Regions from separate parts of the Triticum aestivum genome. Here region 1 is linked to region 2. A link is a contact called in public Hi-C data. All regions are on one chromosome and are shown on one strand. Each heading gives the region's core, a stretch centred on a gene start, on an enhancer-like site or on the middle of the called end of the contact. The rest is flanking DNA. Distances are from core to core; before and after follow the strand shown. Region 1 holds the start of LOC123045864. Region 2 holds the start of LOC123045862 (phosphoglycolate phosphatase 1A, chloroplastic).

Region 1 (3,530 bases), core at 29-2,528, 170 kb before region 2:
ACAACAAGCCTTGGATATACTTTCTCTTGCAGCTTGCAAGATCTAGAAAAATGTTGCCATACAGAATGATGTTGAGGAAGTATTCTGCAAGTTCTCCCAAGGCCTAATGGTCTGTCCAAAGTGAGCCCACCAAGAGGCTTGTACGTTGTAGCTTGGCAGTAGCTCATGTTTCCAACTTCTTGAATTCTAGAATTAACCAGAGCCAAATCTGGAGGTTAAAAATAGGAATGGTTACATACTGAATTAGGAAGAAGAATGTCAAATATCCACAACCCTACAACACTAGAACAGTATCAATTGAACTAATCTAATTCAAAAGAATAAATTTCTCCGTTTTGCATAACATGTAGTCAGTGCTCAAGATGATTCACCAGAAGTCACAATCTTGCTATAGAACGAATAGGCCAGCGCAATCCCCTAATGCTAAGAGGTACGAACTAAACTAAGCATGTATGTTGTCAACAATTTCCCAAACAATGAACTGAGTCTGCGCGAAAGGATTTTGGGCAGAAGAAAAAGGAATTTCCAGGTAGAGCAAAATTCCCGATGTTCAGAGAGGATTATGATGGAGATCAGGTGAAGCCTATGAGCCCCACCTGAAATAAATTTTATAGGAATTCTAAGCCTGCAAATACAACAGCCAGCCGTTATGAGATCACACTTTAACACCAATGCAGGCTGAAGTGCAGCATTCTACCCTTGTATTCCCGATACTCTTTAACATGAATCCTGGTAAAATTAAAATGTACGTGCTACCCAATAAGCAGAAAATCATGCCACGGGCAAAGCAAAGCCCTACAACGTACAGCCCATAGGTTGACAGCCAGGCGGCAGATCTAGATGGTGTGCCGGGTGCGCACCAGGACACCCGGAAATTGTGAAGGTCAGTAGGATTAATCTAATCGCTGGAGTGGAGGGTAAAACCTCATACCTCAAAACCCAATGGCCAAAGACTGCGGACGGGGTGGATACAGCAGGAACACGACGTCCCGGCGAGGAAGAACGGTGACGGCGGATCGTGTGGGGGCGGAGGCGGGATCGAGGCGTCAGCTGTAGCCTGTGGGATATGCTACAGAAGAGATTCAGAGCCGCGTCGGTAGGTCGGGAGGACTCGGGAGGGAGAGGAAAAAAAGGCACGGGAAGAGGAGTAGAGCTCGGCTCCGCCGCGCCGCGCCGCGACGAGCTCTCCGGTGGGCGGAGAGCGGGGACTGCGGAGGGAGGCGGACTGGGGAGAAGAAGGATTGGATTGCGTCGTCGGTTTTTTTCCGCTACAGAGGGGGACCCTTTTCGTACAACCGTACTGTACAGTGTACTAGTACAATGTAGCCCGTTTGGGCTGGTTGGTTAGTTCTGGGCCTACTTCACGCCAACAGACCAAAAAAAATCTATACTCCTATATAGTGTCCGAGTAGCACTTCATAAGAACCGTTGGATCTTTTCAATCGAACGGCTCATATTTAACATCTTGTGATGGAGGACTACGTGGCCACATAGACATCGTTGGATATATCTATCTGACGGCCCATGTTGCAAGGATTCGCTGTGGGCTCCATCCCCGCTGCCTATCCCTGTGCGCACGTGAATCTGCCGTGGCTATCCAGAAATTTCCGGCGAACTCCCGTAACATGCAGAGTAGAGCAGTGCTAGCAAGCTAGCTAGGCATCACGATGAGAGAGTGGGAAAAGGCTGCAATGGTGCAGTCACAACAATTTAACTGGCCAGAAAATAATAAATAAATAGATACACAATACGTGTTACAGTTGAATAGATTTTACTTCCTCTCATGTTCGTATCAGAAATATTATTACCTTTTCCTTTTTGTTTACCAATATTTTTTTGTGAACAACTCTGATCAACCAAACGGACATAATCAAGGCTTGAGTTATTGTTTCGTGACTCTACTCATCATATTTTAAATTATACTTCCTTCGTTCCTAAATATAGGTCTTTTTAGAGATCTTAACCAGTGACTACATACGGAGTAAAATGAGTGAATCTACACTCTAAAATATGTCTACATACATCCGTATGTGGTAGTCCATTTGAAACCTCTAAAAAGACTTATATTTAGGAACGGAGAGAGTAGTATACCATGGTGCTTCTTGAAAGTTTGTTTTAAACTTAAAAAAAGAACGGCTCAAAAAAGAACTTTAAAAAACGACAGAGTTTTTAAAAGTTTGTTTTAAACTCGGAAGATTTATTTTTTTGAGAAACCTCACCAACCTTTGTTTATTCAAAGTGATGTCCACAATTACAACCGTTGGGTCACGAAGATTGCCCAACCACACATGTTTGCCTATAACAAGATTACAGACAAATTTGGCGAGATTATCGGCCTTGAAATTGTTGTTTCTACGTTTATGAATGAAACTACAAAATTGAAAACAAGCTTTACGTTCTAATATTTCATGTATAATAGCACAATGGGACCTTATCTCCCCTAAACACAACAGATGGGAGAAACTAAATGAATGGCACCCCTTGCGCAAGCTCCTTGGTGGTCTTTTTTGGTGGCCTTAGAGCGCGCCAGTCGCCATGTGTCACGTGTTGGGCGCTCCCTCGAGATTTGGTTTTCCTACTTACTTTTGTACGCGCTTTCGTGTTTTACCTGGGGTTTTTTTTGGGGGGGGGGGGGGGGGGGGGGGGGCTTTTCAGTTTTTGCCTGATCTTCCTTAGGTTTTGGAAAAAAAAAATGTGGTTTCTTCTTTCATGAGAGGCACATATTTGCTTCTCGGGGAGGCACAAATTTGCTTCTATGAGAGATCCTCTCAAAAAGAGAGGGAAAAATATGTTTTTTTCTTTTGCGGGAGGCATAGGTTTTCTTCTCGCGGAGGCACAATTGTGCCTCTCGGAAAAGGAAACAACGCGTATTTTTTCTTCCGTGAGAGGCACAAATTTGTTTCTCATGAAGGCACGGATTTGCTACCGCAAAAGGCACACCTTTGCTTCATGAAAAGGAAAAAAAATCTTCCACGAGAGGCAGAATTGTGCCCCTCGGAAAGGAAAAAAGCCGGTGGGGGAGGGGGTCGTTCTTCAGACTCGTCTTTTTTTTCATGAAAAAGTTAGCCAGAACATATTAATATGGGATTTCGTTTTGAAGATATCTACACGAGAAATGCAACAGTGAAAATGGTTCACGATTTGGGCACATTGTTTAAGAGATAAAATGTTTTGAATAAACGAATCTATCAAAATAGAGAAAACTCCTATTTGAAGCCAGATGTTAGGCAAGCTCCTAATCGGCGGTGCTTGTGCCCACATGCACACCCTCATGGGCCGGCCCAGGTAGAAGACGATCGCTTGATCGCATTTGACCGGTTTTCCCCTTGTTGCTCGATCGCACTTGACCGGTAGCGGTTAACTAGTTTCACCGATCAACCGTTGACTTTTTAAAAAGATACAAAAAAATGGAACAAAAAATCACAAAAAACAAAAATAATAATGAACTAAAAAAATTTCATGGGTTTTGAAAAAAGTTCATCGAATTTGAAAATAGTGTTCACAAAAATTTATTCATTTTGAAAAACTTC
Region 2 (3,589 bases), core at 343-2,842:
ACCTTATGGTTTATTATATTTGACCCACACTGCACATCACATTCTTCCATCAATAAATTTATGTGTTTAATTTTTTGGCCCATACACAAAAATGGTTACATGCTTTGAACTGAATACCCGATTTTTGAATCTGTTTTGATTGTCAACTTTGTCTTCACGGCTCATGTGATCTTTGAAACAAGATCAATGTTGAATATGTTGTTCAATTATTAGTTCTGTACATTTTAAAACTTAAACTTCACTTGAAATTTAATTTAAGCATGTGCACATGGGATCGACGTGTGGAGGGAGAGGCAGAGTTTGAAAACATATAAAGTACATCTAAGTTTCAATACAATACATATAAATGGTTTTTTGTGGGGACAAAAAATATATATGTTACGGTGACATTAAAAATAAAATAATAAAAAATAACATTTGGCATTGATCTTGTTTAAACATCTTGTCAAAACAAAAATGGTAGTCAAAGACATACCAAATTCGGATGTACGGTTCAACATGTATGAGGATATTTATGTTTTGAGAATGAAATAAATAACACCGAGTTAATGATGGGCGAGGAAAGAGTGGAGTACGGATTGTTTTTTGACATAGTATGAGGTCTTCTCTGCAAATGTTTCACCAATCCATGCTTCAGCCTACTTCAATCCTTCCGATATGTATCCAATGGCTCGGGTGTACCTGGTGCATCCGTTGCATCAATTGAGCAGGTGCACAGGATACGGTCTCAAACTTGCTCTCCACCTCCAATAACCGAGCTAGTAGGGTTTGCACTATACACCGCGTCAAGGAAAGGATACAAATTCGTATGAAATGAAGGTCTGCTGATTAGAAATGGTTCCTCAAGTTACGAGTCATCACTTCGTATTTCTCTTTGCCCGCACCCAACAAAGATTCTAAACTGATATTCTCCCATTACATACTCCCTCCGTCACGGAATATTTAGGGTGTATTAATTTCCGTGTAAGATAAACTTATATATGTTTGACAAAGATTATAAAATAAAATATCAACATCTACAATACAAAGCAACTAAAATATGAAAATATTTTTCATGGTGGATATAATGATACAAATTTGAAGTGAGGTCATGGATTCAAGTCCTGGAAACAGACTCCCCCTTATATAACGATACAAATTTGGTACTGCCTCTATTTCATCATATAAGAGCGTTTTTGACACTACACTTTGTAAAAAACACGCTTATACTATATGATAAAGGGAGTACATCCTAACACTGCTTTAGTACAACTTAATCGGAGGGAGTTCATCGTATCTAGATAAATTCAAGACAAGTATTTTGGGACGGAGCTAATATTCTACAAGTATCTGCTATGATGGATAGATAGCAAATGTGGACATTCGATCCAAATGGCATGTCGAAGTCTAATTTCAATCAGTTTTCTCTAGTTATTAATTCGCGGTTTCGTTTTCCCCCAACCTTCGTACTAGTGCAAACACTATCTCGAACCACAGCCACAGCAACACTAGCCCACGCCACAACCCCAATCCCTCCCCTTTGCCTTGCCAGCCACAAATCCGCAAGCCATGGACGCGCCACACCAACCAGCCGGCACACGAGAAATATTCATCCATGGCACAGCCACATAGGCATATACCGTTACATCGCCCAAACCGAGACCACACCAACCAGTCACCCGATCTCCAAAGGAAAAACATACTACCATCGAAGCAGAGATGCTCCTGGCTCGCGCCTCCCCCAGCTTCCTCCCCTCCACCTCCACCTCCTCCTCCGCTACCCCGTCGTCGCAGGCGCTGCCGCCGTCCGCGTCCTTCGGAAGGAGCCTGCGCACCGGCGGCAGCCTAACCGCGGCATCGCCGAACTGCACTGTCAGACGGCCCGTGATGGCGGCAGCAGCAGCGGCAGTCCCTGCAGCGAAGCTGGAGGACGCCGAGGCTCTTATTGACTCTGTAGAGACATTCATATTTGACTGCGACGGTGAGATACTGATCGATCGCTAAGGTTTAATTACCAGTTTGCTGCAGCTTTTCCTGAATGAGTTGGCTCTCTTTTCCTCGCTGTCGCTGTTGTTGTGCGTAGGGGTGATTTGGAAGGGTGACAAGCTGATCGATGGCGTGCCGGAGACGCTCGACCTGCTCAGATCAAAGGTCTGCTGTGGACCGTGAATGGCTCTGGTAGATTCGTAGAATGGATCATCTTCTCAAACTTCCTATGGCTTCTTGCTGATTTCATCAAGCTTTTGCTGTGCTGCAGGGCAAGAGGCTGGTGTTCGTGACCAACAATTCGACCAAGTCGAGGAAGCAGTACGGGAAGAAGTTCGAGACGCTCGGCCTCAGTGTCAACGAGGTAGTATCCATTCCTGCCATGAACTGTTGTCTCTGTCCATCGATCAATTTCCTCTAGTGCAAAACGAACTTGACGAGGAATGGACGATCAATGCGCAGGAAGAGATATTTGCTTCGTCCTTTGCAGCTGCTGCGTACCTGCAGTCCATCGATTTCCCTAAAGACAAGAAGGTAGCACACATCAGTCACCATCTTCAGAAAATGTGACTGCATTGCATTGGTACACATGATTTAGCACAAAAAAATCAAGCGCAGAGTTAAGTATTTCTACGGTCCAGGTTTACGTGATTGGAGAGGAAGGGATTCTCAAGGAGCTGGAGCTGGCTGGCTTTCAGTACCTCGGTGGACCTGTATGTAACAAAGAGTGACTCCTTTCTCTTTGATATTCATGATTAGTTAACATAACTGCAATTTAGCATGTTAGCTTGTGGTTTAGCCAATGTTGCATGCTAATCAGCATCAACTGATTTGAGTGGATGAGAGTGAGACTTCCGAAAAGCTTACCGGACTTACATTATATTGCCGTGCTCATGCAGACAGACGGTGACAAGAAGATTGAGCTGAAGCCTGGCTTCTACATGGAGCATGACAAAGATGTCAGTATGATCATTGTTCATCTTCTGATCTTGAGTTACGAAGTGCCACCACTACAGAAATAAAATTTGGATTTTCACAGGTTGGAGCAGTGGTAGTGGGATTTGATCGCTATTTTAACTACTACAAAGTTCAGTAAGTACATTGCCGTTCACTCCTCTCGCCTTCAAAGTAATGAACTTAGACAGCAAAAAAGACAATGAAAATAAGGATGGATATAAATGATTAAATTTAGATGTGCATTTGATTGCACACTGAAAATACACTCATTTGATTAAACAAGTGCAGAAGCAAGACCACATGCTAGCTCTTTATAATCTACTCCCTCCGTCCGGAAATACTTATCGGAGCAACGGATGTATCTAGACGTATCTTAATTCTAAATACATCCATTTTTATGCATTTTTCCGACAAGTATTTCCGGACGGAGGGAGTATTACAAAATTTGGTATTACCAATTCCACATATGTAAACTTATCACTAATTTACTTCTAAGGTACGGGACACTCTGCATACGTGAGAATCCTGGGTGCCTTTTCATTGCAACAAACAGGGACGCTGTCACCCATCTCACTGATGCCCAGGAGTGGGCAGGTTAGTCAGGCATTCCAACTCTTCAGATATACCAGCTAAAAAGAACTCTGTATACATACTGCGGAAGGATACA

What was found. A called contact is a pair of places that touch in the nucleus more often than the background predicts.
Region 1: a Hi-C map of leaf shows a contact between it and region 2, with 2.5 times the contacts expected there. The contact joins the promoter of LOC123045864 here to the promoter of LOC123045862 in region 2. A contact is called at or near these places in 3 of 5 Hi-C or Micro-C datasets (all in leaf).

Annotation. Positions count from the first base shown.
Region 1 is chr2B:531,292,022-531,295,551 of IWGSC CS RefSeq v2.1, reverse strand. It overlaps LOC123045864, which reads right to left and starts at 1,278. Exons shown (of 4, transcript XM_044469087.1): 1 at 932-1,278; 2 at 1-208. The coding sequence starts at 167.
Region 2 is chr2B:531,118,402-531,121,990 of IWGSC CS RefSeq v2.1, reverse strand. It overlaps LOC123045862 (phosphoglycolate phosphatase 1A, chloroplastic), which reads left to right and starts at 1,592. Exons shown (of 11, transcript XM_044469084.1): 1 at 1,592-1,960; 2 at 2,063-2,130; 3 at 2,237-2,329; 4 at 2,428-2,499; 5 at 2,607-2,678; 6 at 2,865-2,924; 7 at 3,005-3,057; 8 at 3,419-3,516. The coding sequence starts at 1,699.